2 separate regions of the Sus scrofa genome follow, and region 2 is linked to region 1. A link is a contact called in public HiChIP or PLAC-seq data. All regions are on one chromosome and are shown on one strand. Each heading gives the region's core, a stretch centred on a gene start, on an enhancer-like site or on the middle of the called end of the contact. The rest is flanking DNA. Distances are from core to core; before and after follow the strand shown.

Region 1 (6,301 bases), core at 1,928-4,427:
GGGGTCGAATCAGAACTATGGCTGCTGGCCTACGCCACAGCCACAGCCACACCAGATCCGAGCTGCATCTGTGGCCTACACCACAGCTCACTGCAACTCCAGATCCTTAACCCACTGAGTGAGGCCAGGGATCAAACCTGCAGCCTCAAGCTTCCTAGTCGGATTTGTTTCCTCTATGCCACAATGGGTACGCCACTGTTTTGCTTTTTTTTCTTTTTTTTTTTTTTTTAAGCTTATTATCTTTAGCCTAAAATCCAAACATAAGAAGCTGACTTGTTTATTTGCTTGTTTCTGTGTTTTAGCCCATGTTAGGATATTATCAAGTTTTCTTCTTTTTAATTCCAAATATTGGAAAAGAAGTTTGAGCTCCCCAGTTCAGCTGGTAAATGCATGGCATGAGGATGACGAGAGGCACAGAATGTTCTAGAGCAGAAGAGTGGCAGGCTTTGCCTTAAGACCTGGATTGAGATTCTGTTCCTTTGGTTATTTATCCTCTGACACTGCCCATATTTGGTGGCACATCTGAGCCTTCGCCTTATCATCTGTGAAACTAGAGGACATGCTCTGGCTTTCAAGATCATTGTGGGGATTAGAGATAATAAAAAGCTTCTAGCCCAGTGCCTGGCATTTCATGGGCACTATGGTAACTCTTATTAGATGTGAATAGGTCTTTACATTTAGTTGAAATATGAGCCGATATCTTCCCAATAAATGGCCCCCAGTCCACAAGGAAATGACAGGAAAGAGAGTTGCTGGCTTGGTTAGAAAGAAAACTGCCAATAGATGCAAAGTGGCTGGTGACCACAGTCTGCTCACATCCAGTGACCCTGGGGGAGCAGCACCCCCAGCATCCCCCTAAAAGCCCCTTGAGTTTTCTATGCCTTAGGACAGGCTGCTAGACCTCAGCTGCACACCTACTTCTGATTACAATGAACCTCTCAACTAGGCAGGCAAAGGTAGAACACCACACTGGAAACTCTATTAAATATTTGACCGCTACTGTGTACCCTTGGTGCCTAGAACACACCTGGCAAGAGGGGAGGTATACAGATACCATTCTAAGCCAAGAAAACTCTAAGGTGAGGCTTCCTGATGCAGACCTCAGTTTTGCCTTGACCTTTGCTCAAATAATGTAAAGACTTGATGAGAAGACTTGACTGTCTCTTGTCAGTGTCATGCCCCTATCCTGTCCTACACACGAGTCCTAGAGTGACAGCAATTAGAAGCAGGACCCAAATGCTGTCCGGGACCTTCAAGAGTTACAGATTACAAAGGTGTAACTCTTTATACCTTTTGATAAAAGTGAGAGCAGTGTGGGAGGCAGGGAGCTTTATTTTCTCACATTAAAACACAAGATAAGCCTTTCAGGGCCTCCTAATCAATGATATATTGAGGAACTATGGCTTACAACTTTCGAGGCAAGTCTATAAAGAAGTGGTTTTTTTCCTACCAAAAAGATGGCTGGGCGATTATTGCCTGAGTACTCTCAGGCCAAAAGGAAGGAGCAGGCAATGTCAGTTTTAAAACAGCTTATTCTTTACACAACACAAAATTCCCTATATCCATGGACACTAGCAAATATATTCTGGATTTCACTAGTTTGTATTTTTCAGACTCCCTTCAAGTTTTCAACATCACTCATCTTTAAAGAGGATTATGATGAAGCTTGACTTGATCAATGCCCATGCTGTGCCCCTCTTTGAAGGGAAAGCAGAATTATCACTGGTCCCTTCTCCTAATTCAGAACTTGCCTCTCCAGGGGATCCAGAGGTTTCCATGCATCTGTGGAGCCCCAAGAAATCTGCATTCTATTCAAAAGAACAACAACATGGCATGAAGTTTTTGTGAATATAAATAAAACATTATGTAATGATGAACCAACAATAGTAATAAGCTCTGTAACACAAAATAAAACAACAGCAGCTGCAGCCTGGAACAGGTGGTGAGGAGCCCTACCAGAAATCAGAAACAGACTTTGTGCCGAATCGAGGCCTGGGAAACCCGCCTCCATCTCTGTGACTTGGCCAGCAGGAGGTCTGCCCCTCGGAACAACAACCAGCACAAAACCAAAGAGAGATGGTGGTAGGAAGAATGTTTTGATCCATTTTCCTTTCCAGCATGGCCAGCTGCACTGGGGGACATCTTCGAGGGACTGGCCTCTTTGCAGGTCCTGGCACCATCAGTGACTCCAGCCACTGTCTCAGCACACAGTCCTGCACATGCGCAGGTCCTTAGCAGAGTTATTTCCAAAGACCTAGTTTGGCCTGATGTTTCCAGCATCAGCTCTGGTGTCCATATACCCAGGTAAGCAGGGCAGGGTAGAAAGTCTGCAAGGTGAGTTCCTATGTAGAAACCAGGAGGTCATTGCAATGGACTTAAGATAACAATAATGTTAATCTTCTCTTTCGACTGTTATATTGTGGGGGTGGCAGGAGTGTCTTTGGGTCAAATGTGACAGATAAGAACAATTAAGTGTTGCAAAAGTTGGAGAAGGAAGGTTCTCCCCATAGAGCTTAAGCTGTGATAGTACAATGCAATTGCAAAGGGTATCACGTTTTTCATTTGACTTATTTTTTAAAGCTTTAAAGAAAATGATAAAAAAATGGATTGATTACAGATGCATTTAGTGTCATCAACTTTAGCAAAAAAAAAAAAAAAAGAAAGAAAGAAAGAAAGAGGAGCTGATCATGTAGTAGCGGCAAGTAATAAGCATGATTAGACCCTTTGATAACATCACATTTTAAAGCCATTTACTTTTCCCTTGTTGAGTTATTGAATAAGCAGATCCTTGGTAATCAACTCTTGAAGCACTTTTTTTTTCAGATGGGGTTAATGTACTCACAGGCAAGAAACTGACATGCTTCATGGGCAAGTCTGACAATCCAGCTGGCCTGCAGAGTAACAAACGCAGGAGTGACAAGAGCAATAAGTTCAGCTGGCTTCTTGGGGGGGGGGCGGGGGGGAGGTGCCATGCAGACTGCACTGGATGACACAGATTCATGTGTACGTGACGTGTGAGGGCAGATGAGGAATGACAGACCCAAACCCCAAAAAGAAAAGGCAAGAAATATTCCCAGCACTAGTAGAACCAAGAGTTCTGACACAGCAAGTTTCCTTCCTCCTTCACCAAGGGCTCCCTTGGTCATTGAATCGTGTGAACAATACATTGCTCTTTGGGCCTCTGAGGGATTCTCCTCCTGCCAAATAAGGGAGAATAGATACTCTAATGATAATAGTGAGCAGCCATGCTGACGGTCTGCCTCTGCTGGATTTGAAGGAGGAAAGGCAAGAGAAGGGGAGAGAAGAGAGAAGAGGAGGAGGGAGAGAAGTTGTTCCAAAGCCATGCTGGACCACAGCCAATTCCTAACCAAAAACCGGAAAATCCTCCTTGAAGATAAAATCTTCACGTGAACTCCACTTCCCCAGCTCTCTTCCATTCCTCTCCCCTCTCTTACCTTCATTTTCCTCACAGCGTATTCTCTTCCTTCTCTTCCCTTTAGAATCACCCAGCAGAGTTGAAATGACTTAAAAGCAACCCCCGAACCAAAACTTTTACATATAAATCATCTTAGAAATTCAGAGGCAAAAATAATACATATAAGAATAGAATGTCGAGGCAAAAGGAATAGGGAAAGCGTAATTGCCAGCTGAAGCTCTCACAATTATGCAAATCAAGCTCCAGATGAAATTCTTGGTAGACAAAGTGAAAAAAGAAATCCAATTCCATGTTTTTTTATAGTTCATGTCAGGACTAGGAAAAATGGGAAACTAATTCTAATCCTCAAACTCTGCCTGACTGGCTATATTCTTCAGTGAAACTGTATTTTCCCATCTGCCAAATAAGAAGTATACCTACTTTTATATTTTATAGTAATAGATACAGTTACAAATAGTGAGATATTGTATACAAAGAATTTATCTTATGAAATAAGCAGTATATGTTTTTCCTGGTGGTTTGGAACCAAAGAAAGCACAGCTTGGATATTAAATATGAATAATCAAACCTGTAACCTGTTTATAAAGTAAAAGATCAGATTTATACTTCATTGAAATCTGGATTTGTGTAATTGCTGCTGGGGGTTTTTGTTTGGTTCATTTTGCTTTTGTTTGCTATAACTATTTGATAGAGTAGGATTTCAACTCCATCTACTAACTCCGGTGGAGATTTAATAGAGGTAAATTATTCCACAGTGATTATGGGAGCACGTTAATTCATTTAATATTTGGGGAGGACTATGAGTAGCTACTAGAGAAAATACCTGACTAGTCTCCAGAGATAGAAAGGATCCGTTCTAGATTCCCATTGCAAAATCTTCCTAAATTTTCTGGCAGTCAGAGTCTAAAAAAGAAACAAAGAAAACTCTGTTGTGGCCTATTTGTGTATCAACCCTACCCAAAAAGAAAATTCAATGGAGAATACCCAATCTGAATCTTTGCTACTTATATGCCTTGAAGCAGCTGGCACCTCATTTGTTCTGTTGTGTCTGTTCTTATACAACTAAGATTGACATTACAGTGACAGATATTATAAAATTATTATAATTTATTATTTCATTTTATTAGGTATATTGCACAAACCACAGAACCTCAAACATGGGCACTTAATTATCAAAACAATAAGATGAAACAGGAATAAAAAGTAAAACTGCTAGAAAGAAGAAAATTATGAATTGAAGACAAAATGATAATTTACTAAGAAAATCAACAGGACATAGAGAACAGACTTGTAGTTGCCAAGGCGGAGGGGGAAGGGAGTGAGATGGACTGGGAGTTTGGGGTTAATAGCGCAAATTATTACATTTAGAATGCATAAGCAATAAGGTCCTAATAATAACTGGAGAGTGTACATCCAATCTCCTGGGATAGACCATAATGGAAAAAAATATATTTTTTTAAATAGGAGTTCCTTTCGTGGCACAGAAGTTAATGAATCTGACTAGGAACCATGAGGTTGTGGGTTCGGTCGCTGGCCTTGCTCAGTGGGTTAGAGATCCGGCGTTGCTGTGACCTGTGGTGTAGGTTGAAGACACGGCTCGGATCCCGCGTTGCTGTGGCTCTGGTGTAGGTCAGCGGCTGCAGCTCTGATTGGACCCCTAGCCTGGGAACCTCCATGTGCCGCGGGAGTGGCCCTAGAAAAGGCAAAAAGACAAACAAACAAACAAAAATGTATAGAGAAAGCTTCCATGCCTGCCCACCTGCATCTCTCACAAGCATCCTATCTTAATAAATCTATTTCTTGCCTAAAATATATAAATAATGATTTTAAAATGTATACATATATATGACTGAGTCACTTTGCTGTACAGCAGAAATTGGCACAACACTGTAAATCAATTATACCTTAATAAAAAGAAAAAAGAAATCAATGGGAAAGTAATAAAAGTAAGAAGGTAGTTTAGAAAATTGGCTGGATTCATGATAACTGTAAAAAAAATTTATAAGATTCCTATATACTTTAGAAAATTACTGCTTAGAAAATATAAGGGGAAAAACTTTTCCTTTCAAAATTGCAATAAATGATAATCTAATGCAGAGAAAACCCTAACCAACTGCATAGCCATATTAGTCAACACTAAATTGATTTATTTATGAATACGAATTAGCAACCATGGGTGGAAAATGAGCAATAGAAAAAAAAAAGAAAATGAGTAATAGAAAGACAAAGACCAAGATAAACAAACAAAAACTGACCCCAGAAGAAAGAGAGATCGTTTAAAGAACCAAGGAGAACTTTTTGAAACAGTGATTGGCAGTTGGACATTTAATGTCAGGGCCACTTTAAAAAAAGGAGCAGTTAGAAAACATTGTAGAGCTTCATAAAATAACAAATATGATTGTCAAAATAAAACAGGTAGAAACTAAAGAGTAAATTAGGTGAGCAAAGACTAAATTGGTATTCCAGATAGTCAGTTCAGACATTATTCCAGCACTTAGAGCAAAAAAAAAAAAAAAAAAAAGTTAAAAGAGCTAGATATGAGAGAAAAGGTCATGAGTAGGAAGATACATCTAAGGAGTCCCTTTTCCATTTAAGGGAAAGAATATACACATAGTAAATAATAAAGCAAAAAAAAATCAAATAAATTTCACCAAGATGAGGACAATCACATGTCCTGAGAATGAAAGGGCTTTACAAATGAGGGAAGTGATAAAATATTAAAAAGATCTACTCTTCCATATAAGACTGTGAAGTTTCAAAATTGTTTAAAGAGAAAATTCTACTGGGTCCCAAAGAAAGTAAATGGATTACCTCTAAACAACAACAACAACAACAAAATGAGAATCAGACTGACATCAGACTTCT
Region 2 (6,004 bases), core at 493-2,992, 130 kb after region 1:
ATTTTAAAAGAAAAACAACTTTCCTCTCAAACATCCACATTTACTTCCAAAAACAGCAGGAATTAAAACACAGCTGTTTCATAATTTTCCAAACCTATGTAAATATCTGATTTTCTTCTCCCAGATAGCAAAGAGAATGTGATTTCTGTTATTATTTAATTGACTTTTGCTCCAGACTTGACTTTTTGTTAGGAGATTTTCAGCTAACTGCCCAGAGGAAATGATAATCCCTTACCTCTCAAAAGTGACCATGTTTGGTGGTGGAATAAGTACTGGTATAATACAAAGAACATACCCTCTCATTTTGTAAAAGTGTAAGGGGGAAGTTAAAGAAATTCAAAGGCAATATTATATATTCAAAACAAATTTGAGGAAATACTTTCAAAATGATATGTAATTAGTTAGTGGAAGTGACTATCACAGCAAACGATTGAAACAAATTGCTTTATGAGCTTTCCCTTCTACCCCGTCAAACCTCTATATGAGTATAAAGCATAGAAGAAGGGATAACACTATATTGTCACCTAAAATTACAAGCAGGAGGAAGTGGAAATTGTTTCACTTCAATAATAGTAATAATAATAATTTATTGAGCATTTACTTTACGCCAGGCAATTGTTCAAGCTTTACCTAAAAAAAAGAAAAAGGAAAAGCTTTACTTGGTTTCTCCTTGCCCTGTGACAGGAACAGACAATAAAACAACAAAACAGGACTGAGTTGAGCAACTTGCTAAATATCACTTTGCTATCAAGTGGTGGAGTCATCTTAAAAGAGAGAGGGAAAAAAATCTTTCCTCTTTCCAGATTCAATTATTAGCTGCAACTTATCTTGACCAGTTACAGATGGGCACTGGGAAAGCACTCTATGTGAGACGGTTTGACTGCTTCACAGGTTGCTGCTACACCCAGGACATAGCAGGTCAGACATTTACAAATACCTGTTAGGTATAATAACTTTGTTTCACAAATATGAACAAAGGAATGGGCTAAACCCATATTAGTTGATCAGAGAATGGTTTCCACAGTGTGTTAGTGATAATGTAACTGTTTTCAATATTCTGAAATCCTTTTTCTTTTCTTCTTCTTTTTTTTTAAATCTTTTTTTGCCCTGCCAGGCATGTGGAAGTTCTTGCCAGAGACTGAACGAGAGCCATAGCGTGACCCAAACTGCTGCAGTGACAACGTGAGATCCTTAACTAGCTATGCTGCAAGGGAACTCCTGAAATACTTTCTTTCTTAAGGTGAACTTATGACTTAGGACTCTGGGGAGAATATTTTTAACCTAATAGAGGGTAACTAGCTGTAGTCATAGACAATAAGTGATAATAGGAGGTAAGCGTCCCAGCACTCACATTGGGTAGTCAGCCAGGCCTAGGTTTTACAGACTTCACAAGGTCATTCCTCAGCCAGTGCAGAGCTCTCTCCCAACACTTTTGCTAAACTGATTCCAGTCAAGTCACCCACGGATTAGAAGTGAGATGGCAGCCATCATCAGTGTGTTTTTTAAACCAGTGCTGCTTCTTAGGTTGCATAACAAGCTACCATTGGTGGTCCTTTACTTAATCAAACCTAATAAACTACAAGGAAGACTTTCCTCATCAAAACCAAGTTACCAAGTCAGCACTCAAAAGACGAAGCTCTGACTTGCTACTTTTGATTGGGACGCGGGGCGTCCTAGTAATTCGCAGAACTTTGCGTGTATCCGTCAGCTCAGTTTTACCCTGGAAAGGCAGGAAACACCGGTTCCTGGCCCCTCTCCTTCCTGGGAATAGACTTGGGGGTCAGCGGCCCCTCCCCCCCAAGCAGTGCAATCCTTATTTCTTCAGAATGCCAACTTTTTGTACGGGTGACCTCAAAATCCTTTTTAACCCTCCACCCCACGCCAACGCTCGTGTGTAAATCCCAGTGCAGAAAGTGAAAGTGGGCTAGGGGCCTGGCTGCTGTTGCGGAACGCGCGCTGGGGGTGAGGGCGGGTCTTCAGGACGTCCTCCCGTCACGTGACGAGCGGCCGCCCAATCCCAGCGGGGCCGTGCCGCGCGCGCCGACTGGGCCGGGGAAGCGCTTTTCTGTCAATGAAAGTTGTCATTCAGGCTGCTACAGACTAAACACAGTGTAAAGAGGGCTTTGCACCTCTTTCAGGTTTAGGTCCTCCTTCCCACCCCCCGCCCTGTAGATGTGGAGAATCCGACGTCCCGAACTCGGGGTTCCCGGACACTGTGCACAATCCCTTTCATCAGACGCTAGCTACCTACTTAATGCTGGAAAGAGCACTTCCTTTTAGGTGTAAGTCTCCAGGTCGGCCCAGGAAGGACTTTGGCCTCAGTTCTCTCTGGTTTGTTTGCTGAGAAAGGGGCTAGCTCCTTCCTCCAAAGCAGAGGAGTATAGTGATGATTAGAAAGAGTCTGAAGTCTTTGGGCCCCAACATGCTCCCGAGGAGTCTGTGGTCGCCACATTTACTCATTTGAGAGTGGGGAACCTGTGAGTCTCTGAAAAACATCAGATTGAGTCAGAGCTCAGCCCTTCTTTTACAGTATTTCAAATGACTTTGAATATTTTCTCCACTGGAATCTTTATGCTCAACTCAGATTTAAAGAACAATTTAAAGGAACCGGAGTCCTGATGGATAGTTTTGTCCTTTCCAAGAATTCTGGGAGGCTTAACTGTAGCTTCACGGTTTTTACCCCCAATATTCACCGCGAAACAAAAGTTAGCTTTCCTGAAGTCAATAACAATAGGAGAACTGGTTTAATCCACCTCTGAGTAGGCAACCCCCACCCCCAAGTCCTCCTTCACACTCCAACCTGCCCCTAGGTATGTTTGTGTAATCAGAGACTGATTGTAGCTGCCTCGCCATTTCTCCTGGGAAAGATTAGCTTGCATTCATTGAAGTTGCTTGTTTTCTAGATTTATCTAGGCGAGCAGAGAAGATGCCACTCGGAAAATAGCTGGGTTTCCTGCACGACGTCTTCAGGAGCTGGCTGAACTGCGCAGGTGTGCGGGTTTTGATTGCCATGCCGAGGGCGACGTTGAAAGGTCTTTAAAATGTTACGTTTGCGATTTTAGGAAATAGATTTTCCAAGAATCAAGACTACAGTGGCAAAAAATATTTGGGCCAGGATTTTAGTGAAGACACTCACGCCCAGTGTTAGTAAGAAGTGTGGTGATTTGGGGTTTTGCTCTTTGGATCCCTGCTTAATCTGAAACCCCGGCAGTGCTGATAGGTAACTCTCCTGCATTCATTCGTCGGTATTTTAAAACGGTTTGGAAAGAGGGACGATAGGATTGATTCGTACGGTTTGTTTGAAGAATAGAGTTCCCGTGTCACCAACTTGTAAGGGTAAATGAAACCCAGAGTCGGATACAGTTTATTTTTGGATTGTTGTAGTTGCCGAATTTATGAAATGTGAAGGGGAGCAAGGATAGCTGCGTTAGTTGAACCAGGGAAGGAGCGTTTTTACTCTCCAGTCACAGAAAATCTTCGCCCAAAGTTTTAAAAGGCTTTGGGATTGTGGCGGGGGGGTAGGGGGGTGGCCTAGGATCGGGAGTGGCTCCGGGCTTGCGGCTCTCAGCCGGCCTGCGGTGGACGCTGTTGAGAGTGGACTGTCCACCGGAGACGGCGTAGGAGGCCGGGGGGTCCAGGTAAGATGCGGCTAAAGTTGGGATCTCGCTCGGGACAGGCTCTCCCCCCGGGGTCACTGTTGAAGGAGCAATTTCCACGGTGAATTCTACGGAGCTCAGCGTGTGTGCAACTATCGGCTCTCGATTGGATTACATGAGCCTAAAATTGCGTAATTAAAAAGAAAAAAAAAAAAAGCCCGCAGCGAAGCTTCCGTTGGAAGATGAGCAGGGACCTGACGCCGCGCGGAGATAGCTTCTCAATTAGGCACCTTTCCTCTTGTGCTCGAGCTTCTTCCTCTAGAGTCACTCCCCCTTCAAAAAGGGGGGTGAGGGAATAAGAAATGTTGTGTTCCTTTGGACGAGATGAGAAGGAAAGAATTTGGAGTCCTGAATCAGGTCCAGAGGACTCTTGACATAGGTTGAGTTGTCATTTTGTCTCGAGGTCTGCGGGTCTCCGGGACAAGTTTCCAGAGAAATCCTTTCCCGGATGCCCCTGAGGTCACAAGCCTCAGAACTTCCTAAGGGTAGCTTTCTCCTAGCAGATTTCGCGGCTCGGATGACCGGTGTATACACTGGTCAATTGCAGCGCGCGTGTCGGAGGGTGCCTGGGGGACGCACTCCCGCGTCCGGGTGCCGGGTCACGCAGTCCGCCAGTCGGGTGACACAGTGGGCAGGTTTAAGGAGCCTCCTTAGACCTCGGAGCATACCTAAAGCTTGATTATTGTTATTGATTTTTAAATTATTTTTATTTTTATTTTTTGGCCAGGAGAGAAGAGGGCCCCTTGTCGAGAGGATTAGAGTGCGCTTTTTCTCCCACCGAGCTCGCCGCCTAACTCCTCCGCAGCCGCGCACTTCCCTCTTCCCGGTTTTGAAAGCCAGAAAGATGAGTCAAATTCAAACGCTGCGGAGTAACAATCCGAGCTTCCTGCCCAGTCTCTTCCTCCTTCCCTTAACCCCCTACCCACGTTCGTTTAGGTCCTCCGTTCGAGGCGCGTCTATAGGTTAGCCTTGAGAGGAAGAGGGTCTGGGCAGGTGCCATCAGGAGGCACCTACCCTGTGTTGTCATTTCTCTTAGGGGGTCAGTGAGCCACCGACTGCCTCTCCCCTTGATAACCCGGCTGGGCACGTGAACTCAGCAGTGTGGGCACTTGAGGAGATGGTCGGATAGGGGGGTGGTTTCTTTTTTCCTTTTGCAGCAGAGCCTTCTAAGAAAAAAGCGTCTTTAAAAAGTTTTAAATATTTTGATATATATAGAAACGAAAAACAAAATTTCCAAACGGGAGGCGGGGAAACAAAAGTCTGAGGTGTTTCTCCTCAACGGTTATTGCTGAGGCTACCCTTGTGCAGGACCAGGACGGGAAGAGCGTTTCAGAAGGGAATTGGCTAAGTAGACCCTCTAGCAGTAACGGTAATAGGAAAGACACAAGTGGGAAAAATAATAAAATGCACAGTAGATACACGATGCAGATGATTTGAGAAGCTCTGCTCCCATTGAAAGCCTTGCGTGAAAAATGGTTTGGTTGCTTTCACAGTATTACGTCTCCCTTTGAATTAAACTTTTTTTTTTTTTTTTTTTTTGTCCATCAGCCAACTAGACTTGGTTCCTTAATTAAGAGGCACAATGAAGTTTCTAACAGATGTAAGCAGCCACAAAGTCTGATCCAAAAGAGTCAGTGTAATTAATTTTAGGGGACATCTTTAGTTTATAAGGTCTGAAATTAAAATATGATGTCTTTTAAACATTGTGGTACCAAAACACAGGGAAACATATTTATTCCAGAGCCTTGTAGCGACACCATTTCCTTGCTCTGTGTTCAATGAGAAAGGCTTCCTTCTGTAGGATATGGCTCCTCTCCTCTCACTCCAACACTTCTTTATTCAGACTTGATGTCTTTCTGATCACAAAACATCTCAGGAAATTTTGCTTTTAAGATATTTCATGATTTAAAAAAGTCAGCAAGGCAAGACGAAATCCTTGACATAACAGGTGGTCCTGAACAGATCACACACATCTTTTTCTTAATTAGCTCAGTGTTATAAAGACTATGCCCCAGCAGCTAGTTGAAACATAGTTTTAGAATATGCATGATTTAATCTGAATGAATGTTGCCAAACTTCTAGTATAATGAAATATAAGCACAGAGGTCAAATTCTTTATAATAACTGTCAGGTTAATGTGATAATCATTGGTTCTTCTTGACAAAGTGAAAGTTAATTAATGATTGATCATTTCTAAATTGAATATAAAACATCAAGACAAATTATTAAGTCAGATATCCAAATACATCCAGTTCTTAATTCTTATGGTATTCGGCCTGTGATATGTTAAAGATTTGGCATTGTAAATTGTGTTTCCCAAGCATTGGAAAGGAGCAGAAAGTTAACAT

Evidence for each region. HiChIP or PLAC-seq counts read pairs in DNA pulled down with a chosen protein or histone mark.
Region 2: a contact with region 1 is called in an H3K27ac HiChIP or PLAC-seq map of alveolar macrophages. The contact joins two enhancer-like sites. A contact is called at or near these places in 2 of 47 Hi-C or Micro-C datasets (both in skeletal muscle) and 2 of 2 datasets of contacts at active chromatin or transcription factors (alveolar macrophages and skeletal muscle).

The regions. Positions count from the first base shown.
Region 1 is chr1:72,083,509-72,089,809 of Sscrofa11.1, forward strand. It overlaps LOC110260408 (a long non-coding RNA gene), which reads right to left. Exons shown (of 8, transcript XR_002343654.1): 6 at 4,260-4,339; 7 at 2,843-2,891; 8 at 2,258-2,342. Among named protein-coding and RNA genes, the nearest start is that of PRDM1, 220 kb to the right of the region's middle. Within about 2 kb of position 3,178, at least 4 of the 83 cell types and tissues checked have an H3K27ac peak or open chromatin away from gene starts, as enhancers often do. A contact at or near this core is called in alveolar macrophages and skeletal muscle, where this site is marked.
Region 2 is chr1:72,218,284-72,224,287 of Sscrofa11.1, forward strand. No RefSeq gene overlaps it. Among named protein-coding and RNA genes, the nearest start is that of PRDM1, 88 kb to the right of the region's middle. Within about 2 kb of position 1,743, at least 57 of the 83 cell types and tissues checked have an H3K27ac peak or open chromatin away from gene starts, as enhancers often do. A contact at or near this core is called in alveolar macrophages and skeletal muscle, where this site is marked.